4 separate regions of the Mus musculus genome follow, and regions 1, 2 and 4 are each linked to region 3. Evidence: chromatin contacts called from public Hi-C and Micro-C data. All regions are on one chromosome and are shown on one strand. Each heading gives the region's core, a stretch centred on a gene start, on an enhancer-like site or on the middle of the called end of the contact. The rest is flanking DNA. Distances are from core to core; before and after follow the strand shown. Region 1 overlaps Nav2 (neuron navigator 2). Region 2 overlaps Nav2 (neuron navigator 2). Region 3 holds the start of Nav2 (neuron navigator 2). Region 4 overlaps Nav2 (neuron navigator 2).

Region 1 (3,269 bases), core at 21-2,520, 72 kb after region 3:
AGCATATTGCTTTCCAGAGACAAGATGCCCAAGAAATCGTTGTGAGTAACAGACAACCCATTTTTTAATGTAATATTTCATGTATGCTTAATTATTATTAAAATAAATACTTTTAAAGGCTTTTTAAGCCCTTGAAATCCCAAAGTCAGCTAGGTGTGGTGGTACATACCTTTAATCCCAGCACTTGTGAGACAGAGGCAGGCAGATTTTGAAGATTGAGGCCACCCTGGTCTACAGAGTGGGTTGCAGGACAGCCAGAGGTATACAGTAAAACCCTGTCTCAAACAAAACAAAACAACAAAAGGACAAAAAAGAAAAGGAAATCCTAAGGCCCATTCTTTGACTTTCTGAAAACTTTGGTATAAAGAGGTTTGACCTGCCCCCTCCACCAGCCCCAAGAGGTTTGGCCATCTCCCTCCCTGCCATAATGCCAAATGCATGATGTATTTGCAGGCTTCACTGCTACTGGAACTGGTATGGAAGTTGGTCGCTTAGCAATGCACAAAGCCCTGGGTTCCATCCCCAAGATGCATAAAACTGGGTATGGTGGTGCATTCTATTAATCCTAACACCCAAAAAGAGGGGAGGCAGGAGAATCTGAAGTTCAAGGTCCTCCCCAATTAAATAGTGAGTTTGAGTATGGTCTGGGCCACACAAGACTCTTTCTAAATAACAAACAGAGCAACAACAGAGAAGTAGCTTGACAACACAAAACAGCTCACTGTCTGGCTCTATGTGAGTTTCAGATAAACACAGACTTGAATTCCATCAAAGCACATAGGATAAAAGATAGAAAGAATCCATGCAAGCTGATATAAGAGAAGTTAACCCAAGTCTCATCTTAGAAGTGAATCGGTCAGGACTAGATTAAAGATAGAGTAACTCTCAGTATGGGCTGTCTAATGGTAGATGAGGAATGTGTTAGACAGGACAGCCTATGAATGGATTAAGCATCATGGCACTGTCTTGAACATTGCTAGTTGCCCTGCAGTAGCCCTGGAGCCTCTCTGCCCCTCCCTGGAGCGGAGCCTCGGCTGCATGAAGCATGGAGAAGTCATGAAGATTCTTTACATTCTCAGACTACTTTCTGGGAATCTTGCAAAGCCCCGACTTCTTCTCTGATTACTCTTCTCATGGCTGAGTTCAACAGCATTTTGCAAACCTGGACTTTGAATCTGGGAAAATGCTTTATGACCGTTTTTATGACCTCAAAGCAACCCACGAAGGCAACTAACTTCCTTCTCTCTGCCAAAAAGGAAAAACCAAGGGCCTGGTAAATTGCCCAGGATCTCCCGGGCTGTGCCGCTCATTGTGTGTAGCTCTCGAGTGCCCGGCCACAGAAGGGCCACGGAAGGGCCACGGCTAGCTCTGGGAAGAGCCTGACAGCAGCCTCAGCCCATGTTCTTATGGCCTTCACAGTCTTCCCCAGAAAGGAGGATGACCTAGTTCAGAGAGCCATATATGGTCGGGGCTGTACACTTTCAGTGCAGAGTTCCAGGCCAAACCCATTCTTAAGGTCACAGACTTGAGCAGTGCAGTTTTCACCCCTACATAGTTGTCTCAGGCACCTCGGGACTCAGTTTTTCTTCTCAGAGACAGAATAGTCCAATGAGCATAACCGGCACTTCTCAGGGTACAAGGTAATGTAAGAAATAGAATAAAGCTTCTCCTTTCCTCCGTCCCTGCCCACCCCAACTACTCACTTGTACAACCATCCAGACCTCTATTTTTCTCATCTGTGTTGGGGATAATCGTGGTCCCTCTTCTCCTGGGATATGTAAAAGACTGAGTTAGCATGTGGGGTGTTTGTGACCATACATGTCACAATACAATATTACAGTCGTTCTGGCTATTGTATGAGTTCCAGCTGCTGCTCACTGGCCCTGTGACCCTGACATCACTGAGCCTTGGCTATGTCTTCTGTAGTTTAGTGCGGTAGATGAACCGAATGTGAAACATTTGCTTGAGGCATCTGCCTGTTTGGAAGATTGAAGCGTGTGCACATCTCTCATCCCAGCTCGTGAGGATGTTGTGGTGGAGTCAGCGAGCACAGCTTTGTCTCGGTGCCACACAGTTGCTTGGGTCTCTCCTTTTCTGAGAGTAGGACTCGGGGCAGCATCGGCTGACACTTTTGCTTCCGTGACTTAGCCAATTGAAAAGAATACTGTTGTGTTTTCAGGCACGGGGAAAGTGGCTGTGTGAGGAGCTGAGTTGAGTCCTAGCATCCACTAAAAGCCAGGCACAGAGGCATATGTGTACAATATCAGTGCAGGCTGTTTCTTCTGGCTCATGGGCCAGTCTTGCTGAATCAGTGAGCTCCAGGTTCAGTGGGAGACTCTCAAAAATAAGTTGGACAATGACAGAGGAAGACACCAGATCAGATATCAACTACACACACACACACACACACTCACACACTCACAGGTACACACTCACATACATACTCACACACTAACACACATACATACACATTAACACACACACACTCATACATGTGTGTGTGTGTGTGTGTGTGTGTGTGTGTGTGTGAGAGAGAGAGAGAGAGAGAGAGAGAGAGAGAGAGAGAGAGAGAGAGAATGAACACTACCAGCATCTTCAAATTCATGTCACGGTGGTGGGACATGACCTGTTCTATTCCTTTATATGAACTATCTCATTTATTTGCACAACAGCCCTGTGGTTTAAGTACTATTAGTGACACTCTTTGATAGGGAGGGAAACCAAGTCTCCAAAGGTAGCTTTCCCAAAGTTATATACTTGGCGAGAAGGAGAACCACAATTTTGAGCTCAGATCAATCTGGCTTAAAGAATCTATATCCACCAGCACTCATTAGAAACTGTGCCTAGCCCCAGATACAGTCAAGTCTCATATAGAGTAGACATGGCTCACACCAAGAACACCAAGAGATCGTGGCACTTGGTCCCAGGTTAACCATTATCACCTCACCAGCTGCTAGAAGACAAGAGGACAAGCCCTTTCCCTGCCCCACCCACCCTGCACATCACATCTGCTGGGACCTATGAGCAGCCAGATTACAGAGCCCCTCTCCTTTCTTGTGGGGCACATGCCAGCAAGGTTGTAGAAAGCTGTGCCTGATGGGTGTTCAGAGGAGCCCTTGCTCCACAGGAAAGCTCTGGCCCATTGCTTTTGTTGATGTCATAGGACAAAAGAATTGGGGTACTGTAAATTCTTTCCCCCAAAAACAGTTCCCAAGTGAGGACCGCAACAGCTGTCACTTTCCTTATGCTAGAGAAGAGTTCGGGTGGTC
Region 2 (3,762 bases), core at 356-2,855, 130 kb after region 3:
TCATTGAACTGTCCTTCCCTCTCTCCCTTCTCCCACTAGTGATTGAACCCAGGGCCTTGTACATGCTAGGCAAGTCCTCTACCTAACTTACATCCCTAGCCAACTGGGCAGCGTTAATCTCCTATTCTTGGTACTCATTTGGTCTTAAGGCTTTCAAAAAAACCCTTTCTCTGTGTCCTGACATTAAGCAGGGTTGAAAATCCTCAACTTCATCTCTGAAGATGGAGATTTCCCTGGTGGGTCACCACCCTGCACATCTAATCATGTTGGCATGCACATATCAAGCAAATCTCTGTTAACCACGCTGGCTCGGAGCCTCTAGCTTACTTTCCATCTCGGAGAGTCTCTCTCAAGATAGAACCCAAGAGAAAACACGAGTGTAATCTGAGCTGATGGAGGACTAGCATTCTGAAGTCCTCAAAGGCCTGGGTACTCTCTGGTGCCATTATCCTTCTTAGATGGTCTTTTAGTGTCTTCGTCTCTGGGCAAGTTACAGCCAGTATAGTGATAATAGTCTGATGAAAAATCTGAGGGAATAGGGGAGGAATTAGATTTTGCAGACAGTTTTGAGCTCTGGGACAATGTGAGATGTAGTCTCAGCATGTCTGCCAGGCTCTCAAAGCCTGGGTTGGGGATGTTGCATGTGACATCAGAAGGATCAGGTCAGGCCAGCACAAAGTGCTGGAGGGCAGAGACCCCAGTGTACATTTCCCTCCAGTAACATAGGGGGCTTAGGGAATGAGAATAGGGGCTTATTCTTTAATATGGAGCTCTACCTGAGTGTCTGAGCCTACCCCTCAGGGAGTCATATCATAACAAATGATACGCAAAGCACCTACTGTGTACCAGGCACTGTGACATTTTACCAGTATCCTTGGCATCTCAGTTTCATTGCTCTTCTTGAAGGTGATGTCAGCTTCCTTTATAGAGGAGGAATCTGTGGCCTGGAGAGGCTGAATAACAGCTGAGGAACTCTAGAGCTGATGCAGACAGGCAGTGTTCGTAGCTTTCTGCTGCTGCTTCCACTGGTCCCCTCTCCACAAATATCCCTGGTTGTATTTTCCTAGCAATTCCTGCTTCTGTGTGGTAAATTGTATTCACCATAGGAAGCTGGATCTTCCCTCCTCATTAGTATGTGATTCTTGTTCATTCAATGCACCCCCCCCCCTTTCTTTTACTTTTCCCATAGCAAGGTACCACTTCAAGCATGTGTGCACCCTGATCTATTTGGATTTGCTATCTGGTCTTGGTTAAGGTGTTTTGGGGGTTTGACTCTCCATCTCCATATTTGCCTCCACTGCATGAAGTCAGAGCGCCCAAGGGCAATACTAGTACTTCTGGCTACAGCTGCTTTGAGCAGCTTTCATTGGCTTCTGTCCCCACCTGCTGAGTCAGAAGTGGGCCAGTCCTCTCAGAAGCACCCCACCTTTGTGGAGAAGCTGCAGTTAAACTTGTGTCTGTAGCCTGCCGTGCAACCGCAGCTCACTGTCCTTCAGGTCAGACATTGCCACCATTCCCCGTCAAGGCAAGATGATTGTCAGTGCAGTTGTCTCTACTTGAAGTGGTGATGACCTTACCCCAGCTGTCCCTGGAGGATGGCAGCTCGATGAGTAAGTCCCAAAGCTTGCTAGATGCAGCTCAGCATTTCACACACAGCCTCATTCAGACGGACCCCAGTGTGAGACTTCGGACTTGGCTGGACTCCTGTCTGCTATTTGTTTTGCTAACTTGTGTCTCCTTTTACAGCAAATGACAAGATTGAAGACATCAATGGCTGTCCAAAGAACAGATCGCAAATGGTAAGTGGGTCTGTGGGTAGTATTTGTGTAAGGTTAGCAGGCCATGGTCTCTGAAAGACCTGAGCAGCTTGAAAAACATTCACACCAGAAGCTGCTCCATGGGGCTAATTCCCCAACCTCCATCCCCAAGTAGCTGTGCTTTCTGCTTCTGACATATTTGTTGGCATTCACTAAGAAATGTTTGTGAAAAAAAAATGTTTGTGATGCCTGTATAGCCAGGATACAAAAACAAAACATTCTTTATATTAAAAGAAGTCATATAGAATGGGACCCTCTATGGCTCGATGCCTGTGTAGGGTGCAGAGGCCCAGGTGGGATGATGGGATCTGGCTGATCAGGGTGGGACATGTGCCCTGGTCTGTAAAGGGGAGAGGGACATGCAATTGGCACTGTGGTATTAAGTGGAAAATGGACAGTGGCTTCTTCTGAACTCTTCTCAGCAACCATGACGAGTGATGTCCTGGCGAGTGTGATGTATTTAAGCTTTTACAATACAAAATTAATCTTTAAGTCTTTTCTTTCCTCATGTTGCCAAGTCCTTGAGTTCATATTAATATCGGTGTTGGGAGAATGGTGGCCGGTGTTGCATGAACTCAGTGTTTCACTCAGAGAGTACCTTGTTGTCAGAGTCTGGTAGGATGTCCGAATATCTGGACATGGATTTGCTTCAGAAATCTAAAGAAGGGAACAAAGTATTTTTCCATCCCCACCCGACTCCCCACCATTTGACAGATTCCACAGATTCCAGAGTGCCTGGCAGTTCTTAAACTCTTTAATGTTCTGGCTTGTTTGTATCCTGAAGAGTTGGACAGAGGTGACCTTTGTAGACAACTTTTTAAAATGCATAGAACCTATTGTTATTATAAAGAAGTATGCATGTGTGTGTGTATATATACAACTGTGTGTGTGTACATGTGTGTGTCAAAGTCTCATTTTCCACTTTACATCCTGAAACAAGTTCCTTCTCTTTGGTGAGCCCCCTAGAGGCTTTTTGCTCCATAGACCAACCATTCCTTATGTAGGCAAATCCCCAGCCAGGACTCTGAGAACAGCTCTGACTCTTGGGAAGGGTTGGCTGCTATTTTTACTAGTGCTTCTGCAGCTGTCTAGTGTATTAATAATTGAAAAAGTTTGGACAATAGAAGACTTAATTTCAGTGTGAGCATTTTACATACATGAGGCAGTCTTCGTGTGAAAGAGAGGCGTCCCTTCCTTCTCTCTAGGACAGATGTAAATTCATTTCTCCTAGCCTGGTGTCATGCACATAGAGCTAACATTTGAAGGTAGGCAGCCATTTATTTTATTTGGTCCAAATGTATGTCCTGCCCTGTGTGTTGACGATGCTGCTTGTTGTCATTAACGTCTACTCTCAAGCTTGTGAAATGCTACCATCTCAGACTCTTCTGGGCAAATTTATTTTTATCCTCAAATGTGTTTGTTATAAATACTATCACAAGAGCAAAGCAATCCTGTGGCTTCCCCACAGCTCAGCTATGTTAGTACTGAGGAGGAGGGCAGTGTGGGTTTTTTTCTGTTTTTCTTTTTTAGAACAGCAGTATAAAATCCTATAATTGCCTGTGATAATTGGTCCCAGTCTGGGGTGGGGAGGCAGACAGCTTTATGGCAAACCTAGCAGAGAAGGGTTCAGCAAACATAATGTGAGCCCAGGGAGATGAGGAATGTCTACGATAGCCATTCAATTCTGTTGGAGATGAGGAGAGGGTGGCGATGTGTTTGCCACATATTGTCCTTTACAGTACCTTAAGATAGTGACAAGTGCACATGCCAGTTCCACCAGCTCATATGGAAAGTGAGGTGTTGCTTTGACTGACTGAATATGTGTGCCTATACACACACGTGCATGCATGTATGTGCATGGAAACATTCACAGAGCGAAAGTGTCTATACTCCTGCCAGAGTACTATTCGAGAATGTGCCAGCCAGCATCTCTAGCTTCCTAATA
Region 3 (3,429 bases), core at 815-3,314:
TCATCCATTCAGTGACAATCTGGGTAGCTTTTCAGTCCATAGCGTTCTGCTTGCTTCTGACAGAATCTCATGAAAGTCAAAAGACGGCTCTTCCAAACATTTATTCCTTTAGAAGAGACTGCTCGGAACAATAAATATGTTAAATAAAACAAGATACTAGCATAGGAGATTGTCCAGATGGACGAGGGCAGAGTATACCATGTCAGGGACAAACTTGTGATTTAAAGAGCTAAACCAGGCTATGTGCATCCCCCCCCCCCCCGAGCTAGGGTAGAAAGGGCCTGCAAACAGGCTGGGAAATATGGGAGCAGGGAGTATCATGTCACATCTCAACACTCCAGGGGCTGTTTGAAAACTGAACTTTTACTTCAGTCTGGGCTCTTAGTTTAAGCTACTAACACAAAATGCTGTTGACAGGGCCGCTTTAACAACAAATGCCTCTTTCTCCTAGGCCTAGAGGCTGGAGATCTGAGATCAGGCTGCAGCCATGGTCAGATTCTTGTCAAGGGCTGTGGTTTCTGTGGATTCAGAAAGGCTGCCATTGCACTATCAGAAGTTATCCATCTTCATCGTGTCTCCTCTAACATGGCACTGGGCCCATCATGAGGACCTCTCGGTCACGTACTTACAACCTCCCAGAGGTTCCACTGCCTAAAACCAGTCGAGGATTGGGTATTTATTTACAGTATTTATTTACACTGGAATCAGACAGATTCTGGCAGATGCGGAGCGAGCAAACTGCCCACCACTGAGCTACATCTCCAGCTCCTTTTTACATTTTATTTGAACAAAGAGGATCATTAAATTGACCTCAACCTGGGATCCTCCTGCCTCAGCCTCTAAAGTAGCAGAAATTACAAGCTTACACCCCCATTCCTGGCCACATTAGAGTTTTGCCAGGTAAGTTTGAGAATGATATAGCCCATATCATTAGGATGAGTGAAATTCAACCCTATGGATGTTACAACTTCAGGCTATAGGATAGGAAGAAAGTGACAACATCTGTCCTAGACACAGAAAAGTGGCTTAAAGAGATGACAGTGGGACATACTCCGGTGGGTTCATTAATAATAAAGACAGATTTTTTTTTTCTGGTCCCCTACACTGCCAGACACTATCTCATTTAGCTGGGCAGTGCTTTTAGGGAAAAGTACTCAAACCTCCACTTGACTTGCATGAGACACAGTGTTAGGTCTATAAAGATGGAGGAACTTCCCAATTCAAATCCAAACTGATCTCTAAGGTGGGTGTCCTTGAAGATCAGCCCCATGCACCCTGTCTGCACTTTCTATTTTCCCTTCAGTCCTCAGACCCTGAGTCAGAGAGAGAAAGGAAGGCCTTCATGAAACCATGAAACCAGGGCAGGTTTAGCCTCAGCCTGCCCGGGTCACCAAGCCACTCTAATTACAGTCTGTGGTAGGTGGCAAGGAGGAGCTGTCTTGGGGCGCGAAGCTTCCCCGGCCATTGTATCAGCCTATAAATATTTCAAATACTTAAGTGCAACGTGCAACCTTTGAATGTCGCAGAGGAAGCTGTTGGGACGCCCCTGAGCCCACCCGGAAAGAAGAAATGGCTGGAGTGTCCTTCAGGCGGGGGACAAGGAGACCCGCCCAGTCATTCCCAATGGAGGTGCAGAGAGGTTGGGGCGTGCCTCCGGAACCCGCAAACCGTTGAGATGACCCGAGCGATTTGAAAAAGAGAAACTGATTTCCCCAACACATGCCTGGGGGTGGAAGGAGGCGGGAATCTACAACCCAACGGCGTTTTCAAAGGCGGCTCCGGGGACGCAGGGGTGGCGGCCCGCGGGGAGGCGCGCGCCGGGGCCGTGCCGCAGAGCGGCCACCAGCTCGCTTTGTACTTGCGGCCAAGCGCGGCCCCAGAGTTTCGGCGGCGGCCCCGCGGAGTTGAGGCCACGCCCCCTTGCAGTGCGAGTCGCGACCGCGGATTGGTCCGCGGCTAACCAATAGGCGCGCGGGAACGGCCCGGGCTGTCAGCGCGCGCCGCAGCCGGTCCTCCCCTGCGTCCAGCCCTGCAGCCCGCGCTGCCTTCCCCCGAGCTCAGCTTAGCGCAGCGCTGCCAGCCTGGCCAGCTGCGCGTCCTGGTGCCCGCGCTCTGTCACCACCGCCGTGCTGCGCTGGAGCGCACGGAGCATGGCCAGAGCCGCAGAAGCTCAGGTGCTTGGTGTTCGAGGGGCTTGTGAGCATCGGTGATCGGCTGTCACGCCCAGACAGACCTGTCTGCGGAGATCGCCCAGAGTCTGCCTAGGCGCGGGTGACCCTGTGGCGCGTTTGCTGGGTGACAGCCGCTTCGCGGTTGATACGTCTTGGGCTCCGTGCGTCCTCCGTCTCCCCATCCTCTGCTCTTTTGCTCCAAGGTTCACACCCGCAGGCTCCAGAGCGCGACGTGTGCGTCCCCGTAGCCGGTGTCTCTTCCTAAGGAGCCTTCTCACTTCGGAGACGCAATGACAAGTTAATATGGGCGTCCACGCCTCGGTTTCCCAGGAGAAGAATTGCCAGAGGCAGCGGTCCCCGAGAACCCAGAGCTTCTGAACAGGCCTCCCGCTGCGACATCCGCGCAGGTGGGACCTGCTGAGGGCAGTGACTAGCCCGCCACCCGGCAGGCGCACTCGCAGGATTTCCCCAGTTCCCCGACCCGGGGATTCTGTTTTTTGGGTTTTTTTTTTTTTTTCTTCCACTGTTGGTGGGCGCCTCGCGGGCCGAGGCCCGGCGCCTACTCGGCTGCCCGCGCTGCCTTTAGCGGTCGCCTCCGCCGCCGCTGCCAGGGACGTGCTGGGAAAGCCAAAGCCCCGGGAGAAGATGCCGGCCATCCTGGTAGCCTCCAAAATGAAATCGGGACTGCCCAAACCCGTGCACAGCGCCGCGCCCATCCTGCACGTGCCCCCGGCCCGGACTGGTCCTCAGCCCTGCTATCTTAAGTTGGGAAGCAAGGTGGAGGTGAGCAAGACGGCCTACACTAGCCAAATCCCCCTGAAATCGCAGGGGCTGCAGGAGCCGACGGGGGAGGGGCTCCCGTTGCTGAAGAGCAGCTCTCTGGAGAACGGGTTCGATACCCAGGTGAGCAGTGCTATGTGCTGGGGCACTATTACAGGGTGGGAGTGATGGATGATCCTTCATGAGGGAGGAGGACGGTTGCCTTGAGGAGAGGCTACCATAATGTGATTGGAGAGAGGAAGCATACCCCTTATGCTGCCAGATTGGAAGGATACATTGGTCAGTGGGTGTGGCCAGGAGGGGTTTAGCTGGCCAGGGTGCCAGAGGCTCTCCCGGGGAGCTCTGCAAAGCTAAGGCGTGCTGGCAGCCAGCTGCTTCTATGGGGCTGGAGCAGGTGTAGGGGTGCTTTCAAAAAAATGCATGCTGACATTGGAAATGTTAAGGGCCATCAGTGCCGAGCGCTTGGCCCCAAGAGGAT
Region 4 (3,357 bases), core at 328-2,827, 100 kb after region 3:
CTGGCAGTTCTGACCCCTGGGATGGAGAAGAACCCAGGGCACAAGGCACAGCAGTCACTTGGTTGCTTCCAGGGAAGCCAAATCTCTAGAATTGCTGAGAGGGGAGTGAAGCTCTCATAAGGGGAAGGAGAGTGAAATGTGTTTCTAGGGTAGGGCAGTGGCAGCCACTGCTGGGGACGGCCTGCAGTCCTGTGTTTTTAAAGTTACTTTAAAACACGACTTTCGGGCTGGTGAGATGGCTCAGTGGGTAAGAGCACCCGACTGCTCTTCCGAAGGTCCAGAGTTCAAATCCCAGCAACCACATGGTGGCTCACAACCATCCGTAATGAGATCTGAAACCCTCTTCTGGTGTGTCTGAAGACAGCTACAGTGTACTTACATATAATAATAAATAAATAAATAAAATGATTAAAAAAAAAACACGACTTTCCCACCCACAGCACAGAAGTGCGTCTGTCAGGCAAGTCCTGGTTCTCTTTGACAAGTGACATGGGGTGCTCTGACCCCTTAGGACAGTGTCAGACCTTCTGGAGTCTGGCAGTGCTTTCCTGAGCAGGCCTCCCGGTTCTTCATTAAATGCCTGCCAGGGGCCACTCTTAAGATGTAGACTTCCAGTGCTGCCTGTGCCTGTGTTTCAGAGAAGCGGAGGAAGACTTAGAAAAGTTTGTGTGACTTACCAGGTCTGGGTGTAAGAAGGGGGTGAAGCCAGGACCTGTCTCCAGGTCTCATGTCACACTCCAGGTGTAGAATTCCCTGTGTGTCACTCACACACATTTGTGAATTTCAGAATACAACGCCCACTCATCTAGCCAAATGCTTTGGGGTTGAAATATCTGTACCTGATCATCTCAGAAGTCAGTGTCTCATGACTTGCTATTAATGGCTGATGCATCCCTTGAGTAAAAGGATATGAATGTGTGCATATCGCCATATACAGAAATAATGCATATGCATGCATATTATAGTCCTGGGCTCTAAGCCATCTACCTCCCACATTTTTTCTGGGTGAAGCTGTGGAAAGACCCCACTGTCTTGCCTTTGCCCTGTGCCTGGGGGTGGGGAGGCTCTCTGGACTTGCTTTACCTGGGGCAATCGGGGAGCATCATTGTTTCCTTACTCAGTTTTTTTTTTTTTAATTGCATGCGAAACACTGTTTGGACTGGCTACTGGAAATTGTAGTCAGCCCTGGGCACCTTATTTGTGTCTGTGTGACCCTTAAAAAAAGTTACAGGTCTGGAGAGATGACTCAGCAGATAAGAGTATTGGTTGCTCTTCCAGAGGACTTGGGCTTGACTCCCCGGCACCCACATGGCTCCTGTAATTCCAGTTCCAGGGGATCTGATGACCCCTCATGACCGCCACAGGCACACAGCATACCATACACACGTCACAAACACACATCCAAACAAAAATGTCCATACACATAGATAATTTAAAAATAATAATAATAATAAAAAAAGTTAAACTACAGCAACAACCCCCCTCTTTTACAAGACAAAACCCACACCTGGCAGGCCTACCAGATCGATTGCATAGAAGCATCCACCCTCCTGATGCTTAAGCCCGGATGGATTGAGGTGGAAATGTAAATGCTAGTTGAGAAGAGTGACTCATTCCCAGAACTGAGATCTCTGTGCCTCTTCGGACCTCTCAGCCCTGATGGAAAGGAACAAGAAGAGTCAGGTGAGTTTTGTTCACCCAAGACAGGCTGGGAAAGAGCCAAGGCCAAAGGAGGGGATGAAGAGCGCAGAGCCAGCCAGTTGGCATGCCTCTGTGTGTGGCAGTCGGTGCAGAAGAGAGAGCAAAGAGGTCCAGTGCCGAGATCGAAACTTAGACTCTCTCATCAGCCAGGAGAGATTTCTCCCTCTACCAGGCACAGTGTGCTTGCATGGGCTCTTGCAAGCCCACCGTGCACCCTGTGAGCCATGGAAGCAAACCTGAACTGGGAATAACCCAACTACAGCTTTGATTTGCTCGTTCCTGTCCCTTCACACACCGGGAAGCAAAACTTGGCATCTCTTTTATTATTCCTGAATCCTCTGCTTGCCCTAGAAAGCCCAGGGAAGATACACGGATTTTGTGGGAAATTTTCCAGGAGAGAATAGATTGGACAGGACTTGACTAGTGGGGTACCATCCGTTAGGCCCTGTGCACACAGCTCCCCCATTCTGCTGGCAGGTCCCAAGTCATCCCACCTGCCTCCCTGAATTCTCATGCAAAACATTTTCTTGTAGTCTCTGTGCCCTCACATTTGCATGTCCATGCCCTCCGTCTACAAAACAAAACTCTCTCTTGGAGTGGGAGGGGGAAAAACAATAACTCATCCTTCTTTTCCCGGTCCCACAGGCGTTTACTCCCTGATGGTCCACACTTTTTGAGATAAACACCTGGCTGGCAGTGCTAGCTCGGCTCCCTTGGGATGAATCCCCACGCTCAGCCAAGAGAGCAGCAACTGCTTCTTATCCCGGGAGCATCAGAAACAGAAAGCTGTAGTGAAGTAATTGGGACTGAGTATTCGTTACTGCTTTTTTAAAAATGCAATTTAATTGAAGGTGTTCGAGATTTTTAGCATAATCTCTAAATTAGCCGGTTCCCAAAGTATTCCGAAAAGTTTTTACAGCCACTTTTCTCTCTCACTGCTCTGGCTTACTGTGGTGGGTTTGTTTCGTGTTTGTTTGTTTGTTTATTTGTTTTTAACTGTGCATTCGACATCTCTGAATCCGGTGCGTCCTACAAGCATAAGAGGTGCCTCTCAGCAAAGCGTGTCTTACAGGTGCCTGTTCTGTGACTGGCTTAAGATACATCTTCAGCCATAAAATACCTTGTTTTCATGGGCTTTGAGGTTTAGCAAGTAAAGGGGAAAAAGTCATCTGTCTCACCCAGTCAACCAAATTGTCATTCCGTTGATGTCTTTCTCCTGCGCTCTGATACAGCTGTGTATTCCCCCAGAGTCCCTGTGCACCCCCTGATGTGAGCAGGGTTAGACTACTAAGGAGTATGCATTTGCAGGAGTGGAGTGGGGGTGGGGAGGGAGAGGGAGAGGGCAGGGGTAGAGGGCCCTGGACCAGGCTTGTTTACAGGATATGCTGGGATCTTACAGAAAGAAGAGAAAAGCTGGCAGAATTTGTCTCTAAATTGTCTTCCCTGTGCCTGGGTGAGGAGGGTGTTCCAGCTGAGAACACCTGCTGAGGGACCTGCGTTAGGGACCGGTGTTTGGGGGCTGGAGGGTGGCAACTAAAAAGAGGAAATAGTAGTTAAAGGTCTTCTCTCTATGTGTGTGTTACGCACCTCACTGTAGATGAAGCTGCCCCAGCCATGTGTGATTAAGACTATTGACCCGGGCTGGTGAGATGGCTC

Evidence for each region. A called contact is a pair of places that touch in the nucleus more often than the background predicts.
Region 1: a contact with region 3 is called in a Hi-C map of uterus. The contact joins the enhancer-like site here to the promoter of Nav2 in region 3. A contact is called at or near these places in 2 of 39 promoter capture datasets (hippocampal neurons and pre-B cells), 11 of 484 Hi-C or Micro-C datasets (the HPC-7 cell line, differentiating embryonic stem cells, embryonic fibroblasts and 4 more), 1 of 115 datasets of contacts at active chromatin or transcription factors (embryonic stem cells) and 1 of 9 other capture datasets (adipose tissue).
Region 2: a Hi-C map of muscle stem cells shows a contact between it and region 3, with 2.0 times the contacts expected there. The contact joins the enhancer-like site here to the promoter of Nav2 in region 3. A contact is called at or near these places in 2 of 39 promoter capture datasets (cranial neural crest and maxillary cranial neural crest), 4 of 484 Hi-C or Micro-C datasets (cerebral cortex, cortical neurons and muscle stem cells), 2 of 115 datasets of contacts at active chromatin or transcription factors (cardiomyocytes and forebrain) and 1 of 9 other capture datasets (liver).
Region 4: a contact with region 3 is called in a Micro-C map of embryonic stem cells, with 2.8 times the contacts expected there. The contact joins the enhancer-like site here to the promoter of Nav2 in region 3. A contact is called at or near these places in 4 of 484 Hi-C or Micro-C datasets (bone marrow-derived macrophages, embryonic stem cells, nephron progenitors and 1 more), 3 of 115 datasets of contacts at active chromatin or transcription factors (double positive thymocytes, embryonic stem cells and pancreatic cancer cells) and 2 of 9 other capture datasets (adipose tissue and pancreatic islet).

What each region holds. Positions count from the first base shown.
Region 1 is chr7:49,317,216-49,320,484 of GRCm38.p6, forward strand. All of the region lies in intron 1 of Nav2 (neuron navigator 2), which reads left to right. Among named protein-coding and RNA genes, the nearest start is that of Gm51448, 32 kb to the right of the region's middle. Within about 2 kb of position 1,271, at least 28 of the 459 cell types and tissues checked have an H3K27ac peak or open chromatin away from gene starts, as enhancers often do. A contact at or near this core is called in embryonic fibroblasts and uterus, where this site is marked.
Region 2 is chr7:49,370,571-49,374,332 of GRCm38.p6, forward strand. Nav2 (neuron navigator 2) reads left to right here. Exons shown (of 39, transcript NM_175272.3): 3 at 1,747-1,799. Among named protein-coding and RNA genes, the nearest start is that of Gm51448, 22 kb to the left of the region's middle. Within about 2 kb of position 1,606, at least 11 of the 459 cell types and tissues checked have an H3K27ac peak or open chromatin away from gene starts, as enhancers often do. A contact at or near this core is called in cortical neurons and muscle stem cells, where this site is marked.
Region 3 is chr7:49,244,125-49,247,553 of GRCm38.p6, forward strand. Nav2 (neuron navigator 2) reads left to right here and starts at 2,065. Exons shown (of 39, transcript NM_175272.3): 1 at 2,065-3,074. The coding sequence starts at 2,817.
Region 4 is chr7:49,345,849-49,349,205 of GRCm38.p6, forward strand. All of the region lies in intron 1 of Nav2 (neuron navigator 2), which reads left to right. The region is part of intron 2 of Gm51448 (a long non-coding RNA gene); the gene reads right to left. Among named protein-coding and RNA genes, the nearest start is that of Gm51448, 3.1 kb to the right of the region's middle. Within about 2 kb of position 1,578, at least 9 of the 459 cell types and tissues checked have an H3K27ac peak or open chromatin away from gene starts, as enhancers often do. A contact at or near this core is called in embryonic stem cells, where this site is marked.